3 separate regions of the Mus musculus genome follow, and all the other regions are linked to region 1. The links are chromatin contacts, called in public Hi-C and Micro-C maps. All regions are on one chromosome and are shown on one strand. The core of a region is the stretch at or near the end of the contact, and the rest is flanking DNA. Distances in the headings are between cores, read along the strand shown.

Region 1 (4,265 bases), core at 485-2,984:
ACAGATTTAATCCCAGCACTTGGGAGGCAGAGGCAGGCCAATTTCTGAGTTTGAAGTCTACAAAGTGGGTTCCAGGACAGCCAGATCTACATGGAGAAACCGTATCTGGAAAAGAAAGAGAGAGAGAGAGAGAAAGAGAGAGAGAGAGAGAGAGAGAGAGAGAGAGAGAGAGAGAGAGAAGAAGAAGAGGAGGAGGAGGAGGAGGAGGAGGAGGAGGAGGAGGAGGAGGAGGAGGAGGAGGAGGAGGAGGAGGAGGAGGAGGAAGAAGAAGAAGAAGAAGAAGAAGAAGAAGAAGAAGAAGAAGAAGAAGAAGAAGAAGAAGATGATGATGATGATTCAGTACCAAACACCACTGTTCTCATTGTTGTGCAGAGGTCTAGTGGTATGATCCTCAATACATTTTATGAAGATATAGATGTATTTCATGTGTGGCACACTCGTTTTGTGTTTCAAGGAAGTAGTTTTATCTTAGCTTGGATTTTATTACTATTCCTAACATTGAAATTCAGAATATTCAGTTCTATAAGGTGGTTCCCCCAGCATATTTTACTCAGTTATTCTAATCTACCAGAAAGGCAACATGCTGAAGAGTAAGAAAATAACTTTTCACTGCTGTATTCCCAGCACTGGGAGGCGGTTAGGGGCAAGGCAACTATTTTCTTTGGGGGTGGGGGGGTTCACAGTCTACAGGATTCCCAAAAAGGACCAGTGGTAGGGTTTTATGACATTATAGATCTAAAGTGTATGGGACGGGAGAGTGTTTAGAAAAGGCAAAGCTAAAATCTCCTTATGATGTTCTTTGCAACACAAGAATTTAAGAAATGGGCTCAAATAAATCGTATTTACTGTATTTTCAGAGCCTAGGAAGTCACGACTTTTTAGACATGTACTGGATAAATATCAGTCGAAGTAACTGCCTTCGTCCACATTCCTTTTGAATTCTAGACGCAGCCGGGTCTTTACTCCATAGAAAGCAATGGAGCTGAAACCGTAAATCCCTTAAAAGGTCAGGAGCAGTTAACAAGGCTGAACTAGCCCTCATGGGCAGTGCCACCCAGGCCGAAAAGCGATGGAGGAAGAAGAAATCAAAACAGGCTTAAAGACGGGGGAAAAACAAAACAACAATACTGAGCAAGCCTAAGAGGAAAGACATTTCTGCAGTGGGTGTTTGCAGGAAGCCACTGCAATTAACCGCAGGTCACCATCCCCTGCCAGTAGGCGATCACCTCGGTCAATGCCACCGGGGCCGTGGAGACGACTCCGACCCCACTTTTAAAACGCTCTCATCAGGATCGCCCGGGTTTCCCCCCGAGTTCCTCGGGAAGAGCAACCCCCACAAGCACCTAATGCACGACCCGTGTCCTCTCCATTCAAATCACGCAGCCAATAGGAAAACCCTCCGCCCCGGGCAGACGCCTCGCGCGGCCCGCCGAGCCCGGGAGGAGGCAGGCAGGTCAGCCCGGTCCCGCCTCGCCGCCCGACCCGGCTGCCTCTAGAGCTCTCGGTCCCGCCGGACGAGACAACCTTCCTTCCCGGCCTCCTCCCTTCCAGGAGCGGCCCAGCCCCCGGCTGCCAGAGCCACACCCGCTTCCCTCCGGTAGCGCCCCCGCCAGCGCTCGGCCCCCGAGCTCTTCCTGGGCCGGGCCGAAGCCGAGGCCCAGGCCGAGGCGGGAGCGCGCATGCGCACTGGGCCGCAGGGCGCCTCCCCGGCCGCGATCTCGCGAAGTTACGCTCAGCCGGGCCGCGGCTGACGGACTGACGGGCGGGCGGCCGTGCCGGGGGCGGGAGGGCGTCTGTGGTAGGAAGAGAGGCCCGCTCGGCCGGGCTCGCCCCAGTGCTCTGTGGGATACTGGAAGTCTCGAGCGTCTCCTCCCCGGCTCGCGGCTCCGCTCCGCTCCGGCCCCTCTCTCTCTCTCTCTCTCTCTTTCTGTCGCCGACGCGGTCGCATACTCCCCCCGGCGGCGTCCCCTCGCCGCCGCCGCCCCCTTCCCCCCCGCCCCAGCTCGCGATAAGAGGAGCCGGCGGCTGGAGAGGGGATGAAGATGGCGGACGCGAAGCAGAAGCGGAACGAGCAGCTGAAGCGCTGGATCGGCTCCGAGACGGACCTCGAGCCGCCCGTGGTGAAGCGCCAGAAGACCAAGGTGAAGTTCGACGATGGCGCCGTCTTCCTCGCCGCCTGCTCCAGCGGCGACACGGACGAGGTCCTCAAGCTGCTGCACCGCGGCGCCGACATCAATTACGCCAATGTGGACGGACTCACCGCCCTGCACCAGGTCTGTGTGCCCGGCGTCCCCTCATCCGGACCCCGGAACCCCGGGGCCCGCTGTGGTGCTCGCGCCCGGGGCCGGGGCTGAGGCCGGGGGGTGGCGGGAGACTCCCTGCTTGCGGGTGAGGGGGCGGCTCCGTCGCGGGAGGCTGGCTGGGGCGCGGGGCTCCGGGCCCCCCTCCAGAGCCGCTCGCCCGCAGCCTGTGCAGTTTGGGGGGGGACCCGGCCGATGTTCCTGGGCGCGGGGCAGAATGGACTGTGGTCCTCTTGGGGGCCTCCAGGGCCATTTGTGGACATGTGTCTGGGTCTGGTAGTCTGGGTCAAGCCGAGCCGGAGAGTAATGGGTTGTGCCGAGGCCCGGTGTCAGTGATAGACCGTGGGGCGGGGAGGGTTGTTGAAAAAAAAAAATCCACTAACAGGGACTCTTGGGGCAGATGGAGCCCACTGGCCTGGAGGTGGGCATTGGTGTTGGTGTACATTTTTAGGACTTGATTACAAATGAGGATGATGATATTAGTGATCCCGAACCCTTAAAGCCCGAACCCTTAAAGCCGGGTGCCCCGAGCGAACGATTTCCTGTTTTCTCCTTTATTACTCTTGGTCACTGGGGAGGGGGAAACGGGGTGTAATTAGCTAATCCGGAGTGGCTGAAAGAGAGGGGATTGGTAGTGAATCTGATAAGGGAAGTCTTCCCGAGTGGGCTTGCCCACCTCGTAACTGGAGTCTATGGGTTCCTGTACTCGAAGTTGGTCGCAGTCACAGATCCCTGAGTCCTGGCTCCTGGAGTGCACACCGGGGCTAGGGAAGATGGGAATAAACACTGTGTACTCCTCAAAGACAGTTGCCAAACTTTATTATTATTATTTTTTTATTTTTTGGTGGTGGTGGTGGGGAGGGGGAGAGAAAAAAAAAAAACCAAAGCTAATCACAACCTTTTCTCAAAATGGATGCTTTGTGCATGTTAAAGTTTTATAGTAGTCCGATTGGGATCTCTCAATGTTAGCCAAATAAGGAGAAACTATTGGCAATCCAGAGATAATGTTGCTTTGCCTTTAACAAGCCAAAAGCAACAGAACCCTTAGAGTTCTGCTTGAAAAGCAAGTTTAAAGTGCTGGTAATAGATGCCACGACAGATTCTTTCTATTTTCATATTAAGAAACTTGGAATTACTAGGAAATTTACAGTGAAAAAGAATTTTCCCGCTCCCCTCAGACTCCTCTTGGTTGTGTGGGAGAGCATAGCTCTATTTTGAATAATAGTGTGGTTAAAAACAGAGGTTGAAACCTAAGGCTCCGCACTTTGTACCTAAACTTTATTATTTTGTGCCTGTTAACTTTATACCTTTTAAAAAGACATGGTATGGAGGCATTTTCCTTTTATTGTTTCCTGCTTTAATAAGTGATGACCATTTAAAGTTTTATTTAATCAAATTCACATATCAAGCTTGGCGTAGCCTTTGTTTACAAAGCTGACTGGAAGGGCTGAAGTGCCTGACAATCTGCAGGACAGATCTGGAATTTAGAATGGCACCAAAGGAAAATATAGGGTGGTTCTCTAATGTAATGCAAAGTTCATTTGCTTACAGCTTAAGGCACATTATAAATCTAGATCTGGAAACATGGTTTTGAGAAGGAAATCACCTTCAGCATTAAAAATTTTTATCATATAACATTAAAAAAATAATCTTCTTTTTTCACATGTCCTTGGCAAGTTTAAATGAGAAATTGGTTCTGAGACACACTTAACTATATGTCAGAATAATTGGATAGTGGTTTATATCAGCATGTTTTCTAAAACTAAGTAGAAGTGTGAAGTTTATTCCCTTTGGAGAATTGTACTGGCTTAGAGGAAGAAGACAATGTCTAACATTTTTTTTTAATGTTGCAGTACTAGTTTAGATAGTTGAAAAGACAAGAAATTGGCTTTTAAAGGCTTGTGTTTAACAGTTTTTACTTATTTAAAGAAGCCAGACTTAATGATATCTTCTTGATTAACTGAA
Region 2 (4,265 bases), core at 918-3,417, 380 kb after region 1:
TGCTAACAGCCCGGCAGTTACCAGGAAACTTTCTGGTGACATTGTTTCTGCAACAAGTGAAACTGGGTAAGATTAATTACATGTTCCTTTCTCATGCATGGCAGTTCATCTATCACATCCCTGGCGAGAAATAAGTTTTTAATTAATACACGCACCAAATCAATAGATGTTTGAACATGGCAACTCTGGACTCAGAGCGAGGCACAAAATGGGGGTTTTACAGCGAAGGCCGAGCAATTATCTAGCGGATGAGATAGACTACTGAGGGCCTAACTGCCCACCTTATTAAGACGGTAATGACTACACCTGAGAGCGGGACTCTGTGATGATGAGAAATGTGACCTTGCGGCCACGTTCTGTACATTTTAAAGGAGGCAGAGGTAAAAACTGAGATCAGAGAACAGAGGTTTCATAAATCAGGACAACCAATGACGGGAGCACGGGCGAGTGCATAATTGTAGACCGAGGACAAAGCAAAGAATTTAAAGCTATTACAAAGTAATTTGTGTGCCTTAACTCTCTGGGAAATTATAATTATCAGAGAAATAATAGGTCCACACTCCAACTGCTTCTGGCCTTGTAACAGGGACAAAAAAAAAAAAAAAAAAAAGCAAGAAAGAGAGAAGGAAAGAAAGTGTGTATGTGTCTCTGTGTCTTGTGTCAGTCAGTCTGTCTGCTAAATTTGGAGCTGTAGGGTCAAATTCAACAAGTGAGCCAAAATCAAATATCTTTGTATGTTTATATATCATAATTTACAAACCAAGTTTTTCTGGCCATTATCTTTTTTGGACCCTTCGTAGAATTTCTGAAGAAGATTCCGTATTCCCTAATCTGTCAGAGGGTTTGGCTGAGTCTCCTTGTTAAGTCTCATCGAGGGTGTGGATTGGCTCTGGAGTTCTTGTTTTCCCAGTCAGCCTGTACTGCTGACCCTCCTCATAACCTTCCTCAAGACCCTTCTGAAGCCATATCAGTTGATGTACGAGAGGGCTCCTTCTGTCCTCTGCAGTAAGACTTAGGAACAGCCTCACAGCTCATTCCTTTGCTTGTTTGGCTTTCGTGTTCGTGCAATTTCGGGGTTTGGAATAGTTGCGGGGCTCATGGAGGGCGGGGGACCTCAGGCTTGTTCTGCCTTTTGGCTTTAGAATGCCAAACTGCAGGTCAGGATGGCTGGATGGCTCCCGTGAGCAGGGCTCAGGAAGGGTGCTCAATCCCTGGCTGCTACTGCCACCTCCTGTTGAAAATGGCTCATCTTGAACTGTCTTTCTGTACCTATGCTTTGAACTCAAGTATCCTAGGCCAGGCTCAAAGGATGTCAGCCAGGAGAATATTCCCATGTCTTAAGAGTTTCTGGAATCAACGACTATTCGAAGGCAGTGTGAACTGGACCGAGGCTCAGATACCATTGTTTGTAGGGGAAGGGGCCAGTAGGAGGAGGTCACGATCACGTAGTTATGTGGCTGGGGGAGGAAAAGAAGAACATAACATGTGTCCACGCATCCACTTGGAGACTGCTAAACAGAGAGCAAGCACTTCTGCTCTGAGTGTAAGAATCGTAGACAATCAGGTCTTCTCACATTAGGGAGAGGCACTGGAGGAGCTTGCATCTACTTTGAATATAAATAAATAAATAAATAAATAAAACAACTGTGCTGTCGATAGAGAGAAGCTACCAGACGTGAGGTCTACTGTCTCGATGGCAGTGTTCTGCAAAGACGATAGACTCTCCTCAGGCTCACGTTTCCAATTCTGAGAGTGTGGGTGGGGAGCCATCTTGCTATGTCAAATGAGGGTCAGTAGCGTAAAACTCAAGTTTCCTGTCTCTTTCCAGCTTCTCAGGCCTCTGGACTGGTCTGGAAGTGGGACACAGCGTAGTGAGACTGCCACTTGGTGCTGAAGAGCCACAGTGGGGAAGGGGGGCGTTGTGTCCCATCTCTTCCATTGAACCCCCTCTGTGTTTGGTGATTTTTTTTCCTCAAAACCATCAGAGTTGTCCTTTTTTTTTTTTTTAAATGAATGTATTTTCCTCTTAAGATAACTCCTGATGTTAAATTTAACTTTGTTTCTCTATTAGTGGGGGAAGTACACGGAAAGTAGTGAGCCACAAGTCCGAATCACCTCAAGGGGAATTCCAGAGATAAATCCAGAGAAAACAGTGAGTCATGGCCAAGTTACAGAAGAATACAAATCACCTGACTGCTTGTCAGGGCCTGTGGAAAGCCCCACTGCAGGTCAGTTCAGCTAACAGTCACCCGTTGTTCCCTATGAAGAAGGTATTATCATCCTTTTTTCAGCAGCTGGGGACACTAAGTCTCAGGGCCAGCAACTCATCCCTCAAGGTCAGCGGTTCTCAACCTTCTTAACGCTGCAGCCCTTTAATACAGTTCCTTATGTTCCTTACATGGTGACCCCCAACCATAGAAGCATGTTTGTGGCTGCTTCGTAACTGCAGTTTTGCTACTGTTATGAACTGTGATGTTAATATCTGTGTTTTCTGGCTATCTAAGGCAACCATCACAAAAAGTGTTTGGCTTCTCCAAAGGGGTCGTGACCCACAGTGTTCTAGGTGTTTCTGACTTCCACAGCCATGCACATATACCTCTGTACCATAATACATGGCAGAGTCACAAAGATAAAAGTGTTCTACATGCACCTACACATGCCTACATGCACCTACATGTGCAGGCCACTCTCCAGCACTTTAACAGGCTAGTATGCATTCTTCTTTACCCATCTTTAGAGTCCCCTCACTGTCGAGTTCGTGGTAGGCAGGCATCTTCTAGAGGAGGGCAGGGAGAACTGGAGTTTTAAGTATGATTCTGACTCTGAAGCCAATGCAAACTCATGAAAACGATGAAACCAAACTTGGTGAGATTTACCCGGACACTGAGTCTTTTCAACATGTCTGTTTCTTCCATCATGGGGACAGGGCATGAGAAAGACTGTGCGTGACCACAGCACCAGAATGGGTTCTCATATTATCACGTTGGTCCTAGGAAAACCCTTTAGATGCAAGTTCCATCTCATTTCAGCTGCTGCCAAATCGGCCAAGCATGGACAGTGCCTTTGGATGCTTCAAGAATGCACAGGGCATTCTAAGTTTCTGGGCTAATATCCACTTATCAGTGAGTGCATATCATGTGCGTTCTTTTGTGATTGGGTTACCTCACTCAGGATATCCTCCAATCCATCCATTTTCCTAAGAATTTCATAAATTCATTGTTTTGAATAGCTGAGTAGTACTCCATTGTGTAAATGTACCACATTTTCTGTATCCATTCCTCTGTTGAGGGACATCTGGGTTCTCTCCAGCTTCTGGCTATTATAAATAAGGCTGCTATGAACATAGAGGAGCACATGTCCTTATTACATGTTGGAGCATCTTCTGGGTGTATGCCCAGGAGTGGTATTGCTGGGTCCTCAGGTAGTACTATGTCCAGTTTGCAAAACACATGAAACTCAAGAAGGAAGACCAAAGTGTGGATACTTCGATTCTTCTTAGAAGGGGGAACAAAATACCCATGGAAAGAGTTACAAAGTTCGGAGTTGAGTCTGAAGGAAGGACCAGCCAGAGACTGCCCCACTTGGGGATCCATCCCATAAACAACCACTAAGCCCAGACACTATTGCATATGCCAACAAGAGCCTGCTGACAGGAGCCTGATATAGCTGTCTCCTGTGAGGCTATGCCAGTGCCTGGCAAATACAGAAGTGGATGCTCACAGTCATCTATTGGATGGAACACAGGGTACCCAATGAAGGAGCTAGAGAAAGTACCCAAGGAGCTGGAGGGGTCTGCAATCCTATAGGAGGAACAACAATATGAACTAACCAGTAACCCCAGAGCTTGTGTCTCTAGCTGCATATGTAGCAGAGAATGGCCTAGTTGGCCATCAATGTGAGGAGTGGCCCTTGGTTTTGAGAAGATTCTATGCCCCAGTGTAGGGGAATGCCAGGGTCAGGAAGCAGGAGTGGGTGGGTTGGGGAGCAGGGGGAGTGGAGAGGGTATAGGGGATTTTCGGAGAGGAAACTAGGAAAGGGGATAGCATTTGAAATGTAAATGAAGAGAATATAATAATAATAATAATAATAATAATAATAATAATAATAAAGAATGCACAGGACAAGGTGGAAACTGGAGCTTGTGTGATTGGAAGGGAACATGCAAACCCTTGGTGTTCTCCAGACCAGCTGTTAGAAACTGGTAGGAGATGACCCCTTTCGGAGTCGAATGACCCTTTCACAGAGGTCACATGTCAGATATCCTA
Region 3 (4,265 bases), core at 491-2,990, 260 kb before region 1:
TTGTCCTCCCATGCATAGTTTGCATGCAAGCATCTCTTCCCCATTTTAGACACGGAGTTAAAAATCTTTCAGACTTCAAACGCAGGACCAGGCACCTCCACCAACACAGACCATGAGCTCAGAGGACTCGGGAGGTTTTTCAAAGCAAATCCTACAAGTAGACAAAATTCCCTGGCCATCAGACCTTCCCTTGAATCCAGGCAACAGGAAAAACCAATACAGAAAGTAAAAGAGGGTTGTTTCCAGAAGTGGGTGAGAAGAAACCCCAAGCTGTGGACAGGAGATCTGTGAAGCAGCTAGTCTGATTAGGGGCATCAGAAGCAAGGGTTCAGAAGGGGAGGCTCTATGAAAGAGGTGCTCTGTCAAGAAGAGTCCTACAGGGGTAGAAAGAGTGCAGGAAAACAACTCTAGCTGGAGTTTGAGAGATTTCCTAGGAATTCACTGGACTTGGGAATTTTGAAACTAAGAGCTGGTTGAATGAGCTTAATCATGTAGCATGGATTTACCTGGTAATTACATAATTCTTGGGGTCCCTTTCATAAACATCAGTTTCCTCAACACACAAACCATTCCTTTTGTTTTGTTTCGTATTTTTATTTACCTATCTATTTTTGGAGCCAAGGATTCAAAATAGGGCCTTGTGTGTGCTAAAAATTTGCTCTACCATTCAGCTATATTCCCTAGCCCAAGGGTAGCACTTTGGAAAAGTTAAAGCAAGAGGGCATCTCAGTCAAAATAGCAAGGAGGAAGAAAATATGAATAATGACTCTACCCTCTTCCAAATTATCAAATAAAACCCAAATATTAGGGATATTGATGAGTCACTATAATAGTAAACACATGATATTTCTCCACAGCCTGTAAGACTTTCTCTCATGGATTCAATCCCTGTGCCTAAGATGCCAGTTATCATCTCAGTGGGATGACACTCAATATGGCCACAGATTTGGACCACTCCATTTAAGAGTAGAGCCCTAGGTGTTCTATAATTATCTTCTATTTCTATTTTTGTCTACTGTATATTTGTATATTTGACCATTATTCTTAAATACATTGTTTTCCAGGAGTAATGTTTTTAATTGATTAAATTCAAGTACTACCTACCCATACTGTGTACTGAGGCTCCAAATTACCACAGTCCTTTGCAAATATATAAGAACAACTTCCTGGGAAATAATAGTAGATTCCATCAAATGTTTCAAAGTGATACTGTCCCCAGGTTTTGCAAATCCCATCTCTGCCACTTCCCATGTTTGGCACTGAAAAGAAATAAAAAGAATATTTACTAGTGGAAAATAAATCCCATCGATCTCAAAATATTCAGTCATGATAATTGTGATTTTCACTGAAATAATATCCAGTTACTTAAAAAAAAAACCCACCAAGTCTCTAGTTTTAATGAAAAAAGGACTTATGTTAGAAACTCCTCTAACTGTTGTTTCCAAGAGACAGATCCGGAAGAAAGGAAGAGTAAGAAAAAAGACAGTAATGTCGACCCAGCAGATGAATGACTCAGTAAAGAAAGATAGATCACCCTGGAATGTTCTACAACAGCACAGGCAGCAGGGAGAATGCTCCAGTCTCCATAATTATTCTTTTTTTTAATCTCCTTATAGTATCCAAAGAGAAAAATAAATGATGACCAAAAAAAAAATTAATGAATAAATAAATAGACGGGTATGCGTGCCTGAAAATGGAGCTGAAAGCATTAGTCATTCGGTTTCCGGGAATCTCAAAATGATGACCTCAGACTGGTGACATTGCAGACGATTATTTATCTTAAATCAAAGGGCTTCATCTATTACGACCATGCCTCTCCTCTATAAAACCTCCCACTCTGTTCCACTTGTGTGTGTGTGGTGGATAATAATATTCATTATTGTGGTGGGGGTGGTGGGAGTGGGTCCCATTGTGTTTGAGCAAGAAAGTGTCTAAGGACAATTTTGGGAGTTGCTCCTTCTGCCTAAGAGGGTTCTGGGGAAAGAATTCTGATCTTGGCAACTAGGGCTTCTCCCTGCTGAGTCATCTCACCACCACCACCACCACCACCACCACCTGCACACCATTTTTTATATTTTAAATGCTTCACTTTATAATAATGTACAAGACAGGAATATTTGCTGAATTGTCACTAGGTGGGTTTTGATATAGTCCAGGGAAAACCAAAAGATAAGGAGGTGTCTTAGTTTCCTCTCATTTTGAAACAATTATCTATATTTGTCAGCTCAGGCCAACGTTGGTCCGCTCAGGAAAAGAAACAGAATGGCCTTCCCCAACAGCGGGTCTTACATCCTGCACTTTTCTTTAGAACACTTAAGTGTGAGTATTGCTCATCCATTATGCATCACTGGGTGCTGAAGCATGTCATATCATTCAGAAACGCACCCTGACTTGGGCCTCACATGTTGTCTTGCAAATGGAAAAATACTGATTATTATCCATTGATAATTATTAACCTAAGACCCTACCTTAGACACTGTGGATAGAAAAACTTAAAAATGGAAACTTATCCCCAGTACCTAAAGAGTTCTCAGTACTATTTCTAATCTACATATTCAATGTCCAACTAATGGAACACAAAGAAGAAATGCTTCTATGAAGATATACTAAGTAAAAGAGAGACATAAACGAAAGACGGTTCTACTAAGCTAATGCCAGAAAATAAAGGGGGAAAAAAGTACTTGAAAAAATAGAGATCGTTGGGAAGGGGAAGTACACACTTCTATTTTCTTTTACAGTGTTTCTACATCACTTCAAATGGATGAAAATAAATTTTGAACTCTCTAGCTAATGTCCCAAATCCCAGGGGATGAACACTTCCAACCAAATCACGACTTAATGTTCTCGTTCATATCCCATAATTCTCTCATAAATATCCCTGAAACTTACCAATCTGGCACCTTGTCCCGAGAGCCTGGAATATTTGACAGTCACACGTACCCGTCTTAGAACAGAAAGCCCCGTTAAGGCATTCATGAGGACATGAACCTGAGGGGTAGGGCAAAATAATTTATCTTCTGGCATGGATCAGCTCACAAAAACACAATGTGTCACGATCTAGCTTGGACTAACTCTAATACTGTTAACTTAAACAGAACCTGGGCCTCTTGCCTTGTGGTGCTAAAGAATTAAGCCATCAAATCTCTATCTATTCATTTCATTATGTGTGCTCTGAAGCAAGAAAGACAGGCTTTCACATCGCAAAGTACTTTGAGAGAAAAGGTTAGCCTCCTTCGAGCAATTGAAAGGTCAAGTTCCCATGTAAGGAATCCCTGTCCAAGATGACGAGAAGCAGAAATGCCCAAGCTGTACATGATTCCCTGCACCCGAGCCTGGAACACTTCCCACCAGCCCTTTCTCCGGGAGCAAGCGCTGTACTGAAGAATAACTCAGATCTGGCTCACTTCAGGGAGGGCTCAAGCAAACCATAAAATTCAAAGGGAAACTCCCACCTTCGATGAGATGGGTGACACATTTCGGTTGAAGATTGCCCATTAATACTGAGGCTAGGCTATAAATGACCCCGTCTTTGGAAATCGGTGCTTAACAAAGATAAGGCAGAAGCAAAAATCACGCCTCCGCCCTACCCCCACCCCCACCCCCACCCCCAAATACCTTTTTCGTGGAAAGAAAACTTGCCTCAAATAAATACGTTAAAAAGAAGAAACAAATTGCTACACGTTTTCTTTAATCTCAAAGGCATCTCCTGAGTGAGTTTGAGAAGGCAAAGGAATGCTAGGGAAAGGTTTCCTCTGTTAAGAAGACAGCAGCAACTGGCAAAGCTCAGGCTGAAAGAACCCCAGTTATACATCAGGAGCGGAGAACGTCTTTGAGTCACTGTAAAATATTACTAAAGAAGCCAGGGCTGTCTGGAAGATGTCACATTGGCGAAGACACTTGTCTGACTGTAATAACAAACACGGTCTGCCAAATAGGAGAAGGACAAAGTCCTGTTATCATTTCCCCCCTAAACGTCCACTGACTTCTCTTTACATTTCAAAGCCTACAGATCTCTAGGTAAATTTTAGGTGAGTTGGGGGTGGGGGAGAAGGAACTGTCTTAACTTAAATCAAAATATGGGTGAAAAATGTTTTACATAAACTTACAAACAGTGTGGCTTTTCTTTAAGAGATATGCCTATCCTACACTGGGTAGGTGACTAAGTATTTACATAAACAAGCAGAATATTTTTTGGAAAATGTATTTACAAAGCTGCTTACTCTATTGAAGGAAAACATCAAACTTTGCTGTGACTTTAAACCTGA

Evidence for each region. Hi-C and Micro-C count contacts between places; a contact is called where the count stands out from the background.
Region 2: a Hi-C map of Sertoli cells shows a contact between it and region 1, with 6 times the contacts expected there. The contact joins the enhancer-like site here to the promoter of Ppp1r12a in region 1. A contact is called at or near these places in 5 of 484 Hi-C or Micro-C datasets (the HL-1 cell line, Sertoli cells, embryonic stem cells and 1 more) and 7 of 115 datasets of contacts at active chromatin or transcription factors (embryonic stem cells, epiblast stem cells, extraembryonic endoderm stem cells and 2 more).
Region 3: a Micro-C map of the HL-1 cell line shows a contact between it and region 1, with 4 times the contacts expected there. The contact joins the enhancer-like site here to the promoter of Ppp1r12a in region 1. A contact is called at or near these places in 3 of 39 promoter capture datasets (the C10 cell line, the HPC-7 cell line and pre-B cells), 1 of 15 datasets of contacts at CTCF or cohesin (the NIH/3T3 cell line), 2 of 484 Hi-C or Micro-C datasets (the HL-1 cell line and uterus), 5 of 115 datasets of contacts at active chromatin or transcription factors (bone marrow-derived macrophages, craniofacial prominence, embryonic stem cells and 2 more) and 1 of 9 other capture datasets (pancreatic islet).

What each region holds. Positions count from the first base shown.
Region 1 is chr10:108,160,364-108,164,628 of GRCm38.p6, forward strand. It overlaps Ppp1r12a (protein phosphatase 1, regulatory subunit 12A), which reads left to right and starts at 1,735. Exons shown (of 25, transcript NM_001368736.1): 1 at 1,735-2,273. The coding sequence starts at 2,037. It overlaps Gm40754 (a long non-coding RNA gene), which reads right to left and starts at 74. Exons shown (of 4, transcript XR_872014.2): 1 at 1-74.
Region 2 is chr10:108,536,609-108,540,873 of GRCm38.p6, forward strand. The region is part of intron 9 of Syt1 (synaptotagmin I); the gene reads right to left. Among named protein-coding and RNA genes, the nearest start is that of Gm36601, 83 kb to the left of the region's middle. Within about 2 kb of position 2,168, at least 65 of the 459 cell types and tissues checked have an H3K27ac peak or open chromatin away from gene starts, as enhancers often do. A contact at or near this core is called in the HL-1 cell line, Sertoli cells, extraembryonic endoderm stem cells and 3 more, where this site is marked.
Region 3 is chr10:107,898,356-107,902,620 of GRCm38.p6, forward strand. Otogl (otogelin-like) reads right to left here. Exons shown (of 58, transcript NM_001177567.2): 5 at 2,890-2,988; 6 at 1,105-1,259. Among named protein-coding and RNA genes, the nearest start is that of Otogl, 12 kb to the right of the region's middle. Within about 2 kb of position 1,741, at least 24 of the 459 cell types and tissues checked have an H3K27ac peak or open chromatin away from gene starts, as enhancers often do. A contact at or near this core is called in the HL-1 cell line and uterus, where this site is marked.